Linked DNA regions of Pan troglodytes: region 1 is linked to region 2. Evidence: chromatin contacts called from public HiChIP or PLAC-seq data. All regions are on one chromosome and are shown on one strand. Each heading gives the region's core, a stretch centred on a gene start, on an enhancer-like site or on the middle of the called end of the contact. The rest is flanking DNA. Distances are from core to core; before and after follow the strand shown. Region 1 holds the start of LPIN2 (lipin 2). Region 2 holds the start of MYOM1 (myomesin 1).

Region 1 (5,819 bases), core at 72-2,571, 240 kb after region 2:
ATGCAAATGCCTATTTCAGTACCCTTAGCACTGTATAAATGATCACACACAAGATGCACCTCATAAATTAACTGGCATTTATATAGAAGTAACATAGGCTTCTGTTCATTACTTTCAATCATAGAATAGTAATAGAATAGGCTGCAAATTAAAAACCAGTGTGCACCAATAGTATATAGCACCAGCAATCCAGTTTTTTTTGTTTTTTTTTTTTTTGAGACAGTTTCGCTCCCAGGCTGGAGTGAAGTGGCGCAATCTCGGCTCACTGCAACCTCCGCCCCCTGGGTTCAAGTGATTCCACCGCCTCTTCCTCCTAAGTAGCTGGGATTGCAGGCGCGCCAACATGCCCGGCTAATTTTTGTATTTTTAGTAGAGGCGGGGTTTTGCCATGTTGGCCAGGCTGGTCTCCAACTCCTGACCTCAGGCGATCAACCCGCCTTGGCCTCCCAAAGTGCTGGGATTACCGGCGTGAGCCACCGCGCCGGGCCCCATTTCTTTTCTTTCTGAGACGGAGTCTCTCTGTCGCCAGGCTGGAGTGCAATAGCGCCATCTCGGCTCACTGCAACCTCCGCCTCCCGGGTTCAACTGATTCTCCTGCCTCAGCCTCCTGAGAAGCTGGGATCACAGGCACGCGCCACCACGCCCGGCTGGTTTTTTGTATTTTCAGTAGAGACGGGGGTTTCTCCATGTTGGCCAGGCTGGTCTTGAACTCCTGACCTCAAGTGATCCGCCTGCCTCGGCCTTCCAAAGTGCTAGGATTACAGGCGTGAGCCACTCATTTCTTAAAAAGTATATTTTAATGCTGGGGACGGTGGCTCATGCCTGTAATTCCAGTACTTTGGGAGGCCGAGGGGCGAGGATGCTTGAGCCCAGGAGTTGGAGACCAGCCGGGGTAACACAGCGATAAAAAGAATAAACAAAAAACAACAACAGAACCCCGGCATATTTTTAAAAATGAGTTGTGTAATAGATTTTTTTTTTTTTTTTGGTGGAGATGTAAGTAAGCAAAGGAGATGTGCTGCTAGTGATCAAAAGGGGATTATAAAACATTCATTCCCTAGACTTTTTTTGCACTTTAATATTCCTTTTTGGCAATTGGGCTCTCAGTCCCACGTGACCTGCCGCAGGGTTGCCATGGGGACCGGAAGAAACTTTTTTTTTTAAAACAAAGTAAGGCTCCTGTCGCCCGAGGCACTAGAAAATCGAGGCCCCGCCCTCACTTGGCCAGGGGCCCGGGCCCGCAGCCCAGGGACTGGGAGCGGTAAGAAGCCGCACGCCTGCCGCTCGGCGGCGGGGGCGCGGCGCGCGGCCGGGAGCGCGCGTCACGTGGCTGGGGCGGGGCCTGCGCGCTGCCCGCCCGCCAGCTGCCGGCTCGGCCGCCGCAGCCGCCGCGTCCCATTCATGAGGGCCGCCCGACTCAGCTGCGGCCCAGGCGGCTTCCAAGGCAGCGGCGGCTGCGGGCGTTCCGACCCCGCGCGCGCCCCCGACCGGCCCCGCCCCCTCGGCTTCCCTCCCTGGCGGGTCCTAGCCGTCGCAGTCCAGCCGCCGCCTGCCCTCAGCCGCCCGCTGGCCGGGAGCGGAGCCGCTGCAGGTAAGTGGGCGCGGGCCGGGCTCCTCGCAGGCGTCCCTCCGGGGCTGGCGGTGAGTGTCTGTGCCTGGGGGCTTCCCTTGGCGCGGGCCCGGGGCTGTCCTCCTGGAGGTCGGGACCCTCCGGGGCGGCGCGGGCCCGGGGCTGTCCTGCTGGAGGCCGGGACCCTCCGGGGCGGCGCGGGTTGAGCCGCCCCTCCTCGCGCCCCAGTCCCCGCTTCCCGGTCCCCGCGTCCCAGTCCCCGCCTCGCCGCGACCGCGCCACGTAGACGCGGCCCCTACCGCCGCCGCCGCAGGACGGACCGGCGGGGTGCGCGGGGAGCCGGGGGCGGCGGGGCGTCAGTGGTGGCTGCTGAGGACTCTGAACCCGCGCAGTTCCCCCCCCGCCGCCCTGGGGATGGTTACCCGAGACCACCCCTAACCCTGGGTTTGGGGCGCGGAGGGGAGTGCGGAAGGCGCGCGGGAGGCCGCGTCTCCATCCCGCCCCCGGCCGTGCGGGAGGGGGCGCCGGGCACGTGATCTGCGGCGAGGCGGGGGCCGCCGAGTTGCTGGTGTTTCTTCCCCGCCGCGCTTTGCCCCGCACCTCCGCCTTCAAGCTGTGTGGACCGGATTCAAATGTGATTAGTTTTCTCAAAGCCCCCAGCCCCCGGTGCAGATCTTAATTTGTAAGGAACATGTTCAGATACAGTTTGTACTGAGAGCCTCTCTGTCAACTTCTAACGCCAGCGGATCACCATTTTCTCCACTCGCCTGAACATTTTAAGACTCTTTTCATTGAAAATTCAAGATGACATTTTTTAGGCATAATTATGCAAACCAGTACCAGAAAGATCACCCTTCCTTTCAGAAAAGTACTGGAACTCTGAATACTTGGAAATGCTTTGAAGGACTTCTTAGTAAATGGCCAAACTAATTTTTAATGCACATTTGGGGCTTACCCATTTTTTTTTAATTGGAAACGAGGCTCTAGACTTGGTGTCCAGGTAGGCCCTGTTGAAGCTCTTTACCCAGTAGTGATGATGGGTGTTACTGTTTATTAAAACTTGGCCTGGCTAGATTATAATGTTTTGACAATACAAAGTCGGTTTTGAAATACATTTTGAAATATTTACGAATTATTTAGTGGCCCATACTGGTTTATGTTTTAACGGTCTGGTGTTGATCATTCTTAGTGGCTTAAGATTGAGAAGAAGTGGCAGGTGATGCCGAAGCGGGGGAGAATCGGCAGAGCCGGCCACACAGTGCAGGGGACGGAGACAGGTGCTGGGCTGGTCCTCCTGCAGCATCCTCAGTTGTTGGAGGGCAGTCATCCTCAGGCCGTACCCAGCCAGAGAAGAAAAAGAACAGTGTGAAGCCACGTGTGATAGCCATCCAACATCGGCTCTTCCCTCCAATTACATTGTAGTTGATTGTGGTATGTCAGACTGAAGTATCTCTTTTATTTCGAGACAGAGTCTCACTCTGTCGCCCAGGCTGGAGTGTAGTTGCGCAGTCTCCAATCACTGCAATCTCTGCCTCCTCTGTTAAAGCGATTCTTGTGCCTCAACCTCCCGAGTAGCTGGGATTACAGGCATGAGCCACCACTCTCAGCTAATTTTTGTATTTTTATTAGAGACCGGGGGTTTCACCATGTTGGCCAGGCTGGTCTCGAACTGCCGACCTCAGGTGATCCGCCCCCCTCGGCCTCCCAAAGTGCTGGGATTACAGGCGTGAGCAACCGCCCCAGCCAGACTGAGGTATCTCCATGCCCAACTTTTGATAGAGGTAGCCATAGAAAGCTAGAAATGAAACGACAGGTTCTGTTTTAACGTTTGATGGCACAGTCGAGAGTCAATAGGCACGCATTATGCTTAAGAGAAGCTGGAAATGAAGTGTTTGGAAACCCTTGAATACTATAGTAAAGCACTGTTAAGAAGAAAATAATAGAGTCACCTGGGGGTTTGTCTTCTTTATTGCTAGGAGAATGTAGCAATAGAAGTTCTCATCGCCCTGTATTGCACTTTTGGTTGTAAGGACTGGACCCAGAGTTCCTGAAAGCCAAACTCCATAGCTGCTCAGTAAGTTCCAAGCACATAGCCGGCTTTCGGATGCGATTTGGTCGAGGTCTGTTGAATGAAGGTAGACGCAGCAGGCAGTTTGTCCTTACCAGTGACCTGGAAGACGGTGGCACTTCCTGAGTGAGCTCACTTACCTTCCCTGAATGGTGAGGCATGGATGAATATTCCTGGTGGTGCCACGTGTTAGAGGTGGTAAAGGGTCAAATGTTTATTAATATTACATTATGGCTTGGTTCTCTGTGTCAGCTATTTTTCTATGCCTTGGGTACTTATTTCCTAATATATATCAGCACAGTAACGCTTAGCTGGAGGCTTGTTAGTTGATAGATTAGTGGTAACAGGTAGATTTGGTTATCTCCCGTAGGTGCTTAGCAATTTACATCAAGAGGTTTTTCTTTAAGTCTGATTTAAGTCTTTCCATCTTTAATTTAAATCCATTTCTTTTTACTCTGACCCCAGTGACTGTCGTTGAGTGTGTATTTGCCCGACTTGCTGTGCCAAATTGGTAGGCAGTGGTTTGGAATCTTCATTTTAAAATCCTGTTTTTCTCTCTCCAATACCCTTCACTGCTTGGTAAGTTTTTATACTTCTCAATGAGACCCAGAGTCTTGTGACCTACCATTTGCCTCCTTCATGATGGAACAACTCACAAGTTGGTAGATAGCCTCCAGTTGGCAGAATCCTATGTATAATGTGTCTTTAAAACTTGAAGAGTTTGAAGGTATTATAGCCTGGAGCAGTAAGTTTTATGGCTATACCTTGGTAATAAGACATTTGAATAACTTGGCTTAGCGGCTTTGGTAATTAACTGTGATTTTTGGAATCCACCTCCCCTGCTGTCAGCTTGAATCTTCATTTTAGTAACACACTATTACTAACACTAAACGCTTATTACATGTGTGTTTCAAGACAAGCGTGAGGGAGTTGCTCACCATGGGGTCCAAATGAAGCAGTCAGTGGCAACCCATGTGTAGTGGGGAATGGCCAGAATCCTGCCGGGGCCGCTTGGTGGGCTGCCTTGCTCTTGATTTTCAGCAGGAAGCTGGTGGAAGCTGGGGTTGGGCATCTGTCTCTGCTCAACTTCTCAGTCAGAAAGGAAGGAGAAAAAAAAAAATCTTTTGGGAGGTAAACTGTATTTTAATACAAGATAAAACTCTTAATGTCACTTTCAGGATTAAAATGATGATAAAGTAAACATTTTTACTAATTTGATTCACTGACTGCAATTCAGTCTTTTTCTGCTAAAGCCTTTGAATGTTGTATTTCGGTGATCAGGTTTGTCAGTTTATGTTAAAATTGTTAACAAGAAATGAGGAAGAAGGCTGGGTGCGGTGGTTCACGCCTGTAATCCCAGCACTTTGGGAGGCCGAGGCGGGCGGATCACCTGAGGTCAGGAATTCGAGACCAGCCTGGCCAACGTGGTGAAACCCTGTCTCTACTAAAAATACAAAAGAATTAGCCAGGTGTGGTTATGCGTGCCTGTAGACCCAGCTACTCTGGAGGCTGAGGCAGGAGAATCATTTGAACCTGGGAGGCAGAAGTTGCAGTGAGCCGAGATTGTGTCACTGTACTCCAGCCTGGGTGACAGAGCGAGACTCTGTCTCAAAAAACAAACAAAAAATGGTACTTATTTTTATAATCTTTGAATTTAGAATTTTACTAGTGTTTTTTTGTTTGTAACCCAGGCTGGAGTGCAGTGTCACGATCTCGGCTGACTGCAACCTCTGCCTCCCAGGTTCAAGCAATTCTCCTGCCTCAGCCTCCTGAGTAGCTGGGACTACAGGCACGTGCCACCACACCTGGCTAATTTTTTGTGTTTTTAGGAGAGACAGAGTTTCACTGTGTTAGCCAGGATAGTGTTGATCTCCTGACCTCGTGATCCTCCCGCCTTGGCCTCCCAAAGTGCTGGGATTACAGACGTGAGCCACCGCGCCTGGCCGAAACAATTCTTTTGAAAGAGAGAAGTCTCCCTGTGTTGCGCAGGCTGGTCTCAGACTCCTGGGGTCAAGTGAGCCTCCTGCTTTGGCCTCCTAAAGTGCTGGGATTACAGGCGTGAGCCACCACACCCGGACAGATGTGTTGATTTTAAAGTGGGTATGAGGCCTGAGCCCTGGAGTTTGAGACCAGCCTGGACAACATGGCAAGACCCTGTCTCTCCAAAAAAAAAAAAAAAAA
Region 2 (6,105 bases), core at 1,402-3,901:
AGGTAGGATTCGTTCTCTTGGACTGCCACACCCAAAAGTTCTCACCACTGGACAAAGACAATTAGCTGTGAGGGCTGACTTGCCAGTAAAGCCTCGCTTTTGAAAACAGAGTGCTTTTCTGATTACCGTTTATTAGAGCCCTTCCAGAACATGAAACAAATACCAATAATTTTAAGAAATATTCGCTTTATTCGCCTTTAAATATAAAACTTTTTGCACTTAAGTTAAAATCTCTGCTAAATCCATAGGTCTCTCAAGAACTGACAGATACATTCATATACCTACTAAACTACTTTAAAAAGAAGACACTTTCATGGCGAATTGAATTAGCCCAAACTTTCCCCCCAAATGGGACAAGGTATTACATTTTGGAGTTTTTCTTCGAGTCACAAACTAAACTCCAGATCTCTCTGTCCGAAATTTCATCGCTTAAAGAAAAAAAGTTCTAATTACAGGAGCGGATACTGAGCTGAAGAACTTCCCAATTTGAGTTGCTTATTCCTACTAAACGCAGCCACACAGCTGCAACAACAGCTGCAGCAGGGGGACAATGGGCTACGTTTTTTGCGCAAACCCTCTTGAATCGGGCAAGTTGACGTTAGAAACTAAAATAGTCCCGGAGTCAGCTCTGCAGGGGTCGGGTTTCGCTGGCCCGGCAGTCGCCCAAGCTCAAGGCGCCAGTGAGCGAAGCCACATTTCCAGAGTTCCAAGTTTGGGCACAGGAGCGAAGTTCGGGTCTGGGCCACTCCAAGCCATGGCCTCGGATCCCAGAACCGAGGACCAGGCTGGCACACCTGCCCAGGTGCGCTACCGGCGCCAGGAGCCCCGCCGCCCTCCAGCTGCCCTGCGGAGACGGGTCCCCGGGATGGGTCTCACGCGCCCGAACGCGAGCGCCACTCACCCGGCACAGCTACGAGAATCCGAGCACCTCTGCGAGCCCCTCGCTGCCGCTATCACACCACCCTGCTACCCAGAGAGCCGCTAAAAACCACTGCTTCCGGCCTCTACTTAGCAAGCCGGAAGGAAGCCCGGTCACCTTTCTTGGCCCGCAGAGTGGGTCTGGCTTCACGGAGGGGCGACAGAGAGGGAAGTCGCCAGTGTGGTCAGCGGGCGCGGTATTGACCAAGCGCATGAGAAGGAAGTGTAAAGTGGGCGACCTAGAATATAGAGCAATATATAATGGTTCTCTGGGTCCTGTTACTGAGTTTCCTTCTTTTTTGTACCTGTTGTTGCAGTGTTAAGTCTTCCTCCCCCCATCCTTTCCGCAGATGGTTGCGTCCGTCCTGTGGCTTTGCCTGGCCGCACATTCCAAGGCACGGCGAAGGGCGGGGCCCGTCGGCCCAAGTCCTTGTAGGGAAATCGAGGAGAGGGCTGCGGGCCCACGTGACTGACCATCGCCCCGCCCCGAAGCCGGGCTCCAGCTTGTGGGCGGTAGTGCGCCTGCGCTTGACGCCGCGCGCGGGGTCTGGGTCTCCGCCTGAGGGCCCCGGAGCAGTTCGCGTATCCCGGGAGCGGATCTTGATGCTAGCTCTGTGTGCAGTGTAATTTTATGAAGAGTCCCGCCCCCTCCATACGGGAGGAAACGTATGTCCCTGGGGCCCTCAGCCAAGCGTCCACTATCTTTTTGGCCCAGACGGATTTCCCAGGTCACAAGTGGCTGGAGACTTCCTCTTGAAAAACATTTGCCGTCGTTTTTCCCTGGCAGAGCCCCTTTGACCCTGGCTAACAAGGACAGCCTGACTTGGATCCCACTATGCAGGAAGGAAGGCGACTCTTCCCCGCACCTCTTGCTACGATTAGGACTTGCGGCTTGGTGAAAACAGGAATCAAAACTTGGGCCTGTTTCTCCTGAGGTCTGCTTGCCTAGAACAATTCGTAACAATGAATCTTATTAAAAAGAGAAAGTCCTCCCCGACTTTATCTTTTTCCGCCCAGAATCCGATAAGGAAGACTTGTTCTGGCCCCCTCAGCTCTCTGACCTCATCTACCAGAGGAGTGAGTGGGATCCTCTAACACTCGAGCCGTCATCCCAGCACTAGGGGACAGTGACCAGTGTGGCTCCCGTGGCCAGAACCCTTCTGAAGTTTGGGTTGCCCTGTGGTCTTCGCCTTCAAAGGAGGCCGTCACTTGAATCCTTCTGGAACGGACAGTGTTACTGTAAACGCTGCGGAATAGTGTCTTCTAAGTATTCGTAGCTTCTTTCTTGAGGGATCTCGGGAACGTTCCGTGTATTAACCACTAACATATTCCAAAGTTAACTTCGTGGTAAAGTCACTGGGGAAAAAAATAACTGCTCCAGTTCCACAGGTGATTGAAACAAACGTGATTTGTTTCCCAAACTTCCTTGATGGTAAAGAATGACTTGGGGTACTAATTAAAAATAAAAATAATTGCGTCATTTCCAACCTACTAAATCAGAGTCTTTAAGGGCAGGTCCTGGGAAGTCATCCATGTAATGGGGGTCCTAAGTGGGCTCTTATCGGCGAGGGCGGGGACTCAGCGAGACGGCTGGCAGCGACGGGACAAACCCCAGACGGCTGCGCGGATGCGTTTGTTCCTGGAGCTTGCGAGCACTTGCAATGCATGGACACCTCCACAGGGTGGTGGCCTGCCACCACGAGAGCACCAGCTCCGCCAGCGTCCTCTCCAGAGGACACTTTAGAGCAGAAAGAAACGGACAGTTCAGTCTTCCCCTCAGCTTGAAGGCAGCATTCTTTTGCTTCTCTTTGAGTCAGGTAATTGTCTTGTCTTCCTTCCACTCAGTCAGCAGGTATTAAACAGCAACCGCATTGCCAAGCACTGTGGTGGGGGCTGTGGCTTATGCTTTCTGGAGCAGAACATAGTTGTTGCTACCTTGGGGATGGGGGCGGGGGGAATAGAAAGAATGCGGAGTTAGCGGAGTATCAGGGAACAAGGGTGGAACAGATATAATAATTACAGTACAGTTAGTTAGGGCCTATTGAAGGAGCACAAACGAAGAGTAAACTTGTCTGGGAACTAGTGGAAGGTGTCCTCCAGGGGATGTTAAAGAGCTAATTCTAGAATTAATTCAGTGGGGAAAGAAAAGGAGAGGGAGATGCCAGGCAGAGGGAGCAGCATGCCTGATTGTCTGGAGGTGATCAGAGGGCCTGGCTGATTGAAGATGAACAGGAATTGTGTAGTCTGTGTTCATTCATTCATTTATTCATTCCACAACTATGGATTTAAAAACGGTTAGTCAACCAATGTGGAAAAATAGCATCTCGATAAAATGTTCTTCAAATGTCCACCTAGTATTTTGATATTCAGTTTTCATGACTGGACCCACCATCAAAGGCCTCTGACTCTGATATTTCTATCCTTTGGACCCTATGGGAGATCTTTGCCTCCATGTGATAATCTCCTTCTCACGTTTTTACTAAAAGTTTGGAGACTTGAATTCTGCTCCAAATAGAGTGAAACAGGGTCTTGCTCTATTGCCCAGGCTGGAGTGCTGTGTTCGATCACAGCTCACTGCAGCCTCCATCTCCCAGGTTCAAGCCATCCTCCCTCAATCTTTTGACCAATACTCATAGTAAGAAATTTATTTCACTAAGAAATACTTGACTACCTATAATGTTTTTCAAGGATTTCTATTCTGTTCTTTTCAATTCTGTTATTAGTCTGCTTTAGCTGCCATACAAAATACTACACACTGGGTGGCTTAAACAACAGAAATTTATTTCTTATACTTCTGGAGGCCGGGAAGTCCAAGATCAAAGTGCTGGCCAATTCGATTGAAGGCCCTCATCCTGACTTGCAGATAGTCAGTCGCCTTCTCCCTGTGTTCTCATGTGGCAGAGAGATCTCACTCTCTTCCTCTTTTTTTTTTTTTCCTTTTTAAAATCTTTTTTTTTTGTATTTTTATTTTTTTACTTTTATTTACTTATTTTTTTGAGATGGAGTCTCACTCTGTCGCCCAGGCTGGAGTGCAGTGGCACGATCTCAGCTCACTGCAACCTCTGCCTCCTAGGTTCAAGTGATTCTTGTGCCTCAGCCTCCCAAGTAGCTGGGATTACAGGCATGTGCCACCACGCCTGGCTAATTTTTTTTTTTTTTTTTTTTTGTATTTTAGTAGAGACAGGGTTTCACCATGTTGGCCAGGCTGGTTGCCAACTCCTGACCTCAGGTGATCCACCCGCCTCAGCCTCCCAAAGTGCTTGGATTACAGGCATGAGACGCCACACCTGGCCTCTTTTTTTGTACTTTTAGTAGAGACAGAGTTTCACCATGTTGGCCAGGCTGGTCTCAAACTCCTGACATCAAGTGATCTGCCCGTCTGTGCCTCCCAAATGGCTGGGATCTCTTCCTCTTCTTATGAGCCTTCAGTGTTAATGGAATTAGGGCCGACCGTTATGACTTCATTTAACCTTAATTATATTTTAATTATATCTCCAGATACAGTCACACTGGGGGTTAGGCCTTCAACATATGAATTTGGCAGGGAGGGGACACACAATTCAGTCCATAGCAAATTCTATGTCATTTAATTTCTAGAATACCTCTCAAGGCCCACTAAATGTGAGCTTATGATCCACTATTGCAGTGGTTCTCAATAGTGGAGGAGTGGTGGTTGGGTTTTGCCCTGAAGGAACATTTGGCGATGTCTGGAGAGACAGTTTTGCTTTTCACAAACGGGACAGATACTGCATCTAGTGGGGAGAAGCCAGGGATGCTGCTAAACATCCTACTATGCACGGGACGGCCCTCGACAACAGAACGTTATTCAGCCCAAAAAGTCAGTAGTGCTTAGGTTGAGAAAACCCAGCACTAATCATTTGGAAACTCAATATTTATAGTAATCAATTATTTTGGGAGTACTATAATTTCTACAAGGTCACTATCCATTGCTCCTGCCTCAGAGTAAGGTGGTGGTGTTTTTTTTCCCCAAGTGAGATCTAAAGGGAGAAAAAAATGGAATGAACAGTTATTATTATCTGTGCCTATTATGTGCTAGGTATTCTATATAAACATTTCTAATATATAATTCTTACAACAACCCTGTGAGATAGATATTATTACCTCCGTTTCATTGATTGGGACACAAGCTCAAATACTTGAATGATCTGCACAGGTTTCCCAAAAGGTAATGAAAGAACCTGGGTTATAAATCCTGTCTCTGATTGTCCGGGGGTAGAATAGAAAGGAAAACAGTAAATATGTGGATATTTATCCACATATCTCTAACTCCTAATACAATGCCTAATATCCACAGGTGCCGGTAAATACATGGTAACTGGTCAATTGTTCAAGTGCACATAGCTAGTAAGTGGCCCAGCCCAAAGCCCATATTTTATTTTACTGTACTGTGCTTTCTCCTTTGGTCCAAAGTAGGAAAATTTCGTTACCCAAACAACAGCAAGGAAGCATAGCAGAATGGATCCTTGATATTTACAACCTAAGTCAATGATTTTATATGGATCACTTGCAATTTTTATTGCATGTAAGAAACTATTGAATGTTAAGAGACATGGCTTACATTCTGGTTTTGCCTACATACATGGAATTCTAATTCTTCATACATGAAATATTTATGATGTAACAATTAGCATTAATCCTTTAATTCAGGAAAACAGTAGGAGGAGCTCCTTTCTTTTAAATGAATAAGCATTTACATAAATCTGTATAATAATTAATTTTAGAGCACCAAAACTACAAATAATATATTACAAAGATATAGAAGATTCTACATATATAAAGAATTGCTTTTTTAAAAACTTTAGTCAGAATTATCATTAAAGTCAGGGATGATAAATGAGATAAAAAATTATGTGAAATTGAATTAAGGGTATTTGGGGATACTTATTACTTCCATACTAGAAAATTTGAAAAAATAAGTTAAATAGATACATGCTTAGAAAAATTAAAATACTAAATGAGATGTAAGAACAGAGAATATGAATAAAGCAAACAAAAAAAGGAATAAGGATTATATAGATAATAAATTATCTGGCAGTATTAGTCTGTTTTCATTCTGCTGATAAAGACATACACGAGGTCAGGCGCAGAGGCTCATGCCTGTAATCCCAGCACTTTGGGAGGCCAAAGTGACTGGATCGCTTGAGGTCAGGAGTTCGAGACTAGCCT

The links. HiChIP or PLAC-seq counts read pairs in DNA pulled down with a chosen protein or histone mark.
Region 1: a contact with region 2 is called in an H3K4me3 HiChIP or PLAC-seq map of stem cell-derived excitatory neurons, with 4 times the contacts expected there. The contact joins the promoter of LPIN2 here to the promoter of MYOM1 in region 2. A contact is called at or near these places in 1 of 7 Hi-C or Micro-C datasets (stem cell-derived neural progenitor cells) and 1 of 1 datasets of contacts at active chromatin or transcription factors (stem cell-derived excitatory neurons).

Annotation. Positions count from the first base shown.
Region 1 is chr17:27,882,742-27,888,560 of NHGRI_mPanTro3-v2.0_pri, forward strand. LPIN2 (lipin 2) reads left to right here and starts at 1,322. Exons shown (of 21, transcript XM_016933402.4): 1 at 1,322-1,591.
Region 2 is chr17:27,642,168-27,648,272 of NHGRI_mPanTro3-v2.0_pri, forward strand. MYOM1 (myomesin 1) reads left to right here and starts at 2,652. Exons shown (of 39, transcript XM_024350980.3): 1 at 2,652-2,735. MYL12A (myosin light chain 12A) reads right to left here and starts at 1,349. Exons shown (of 4, transcript XM_512041.8): 1 at 1,224-1,349. The coding sequence starts at 1,307.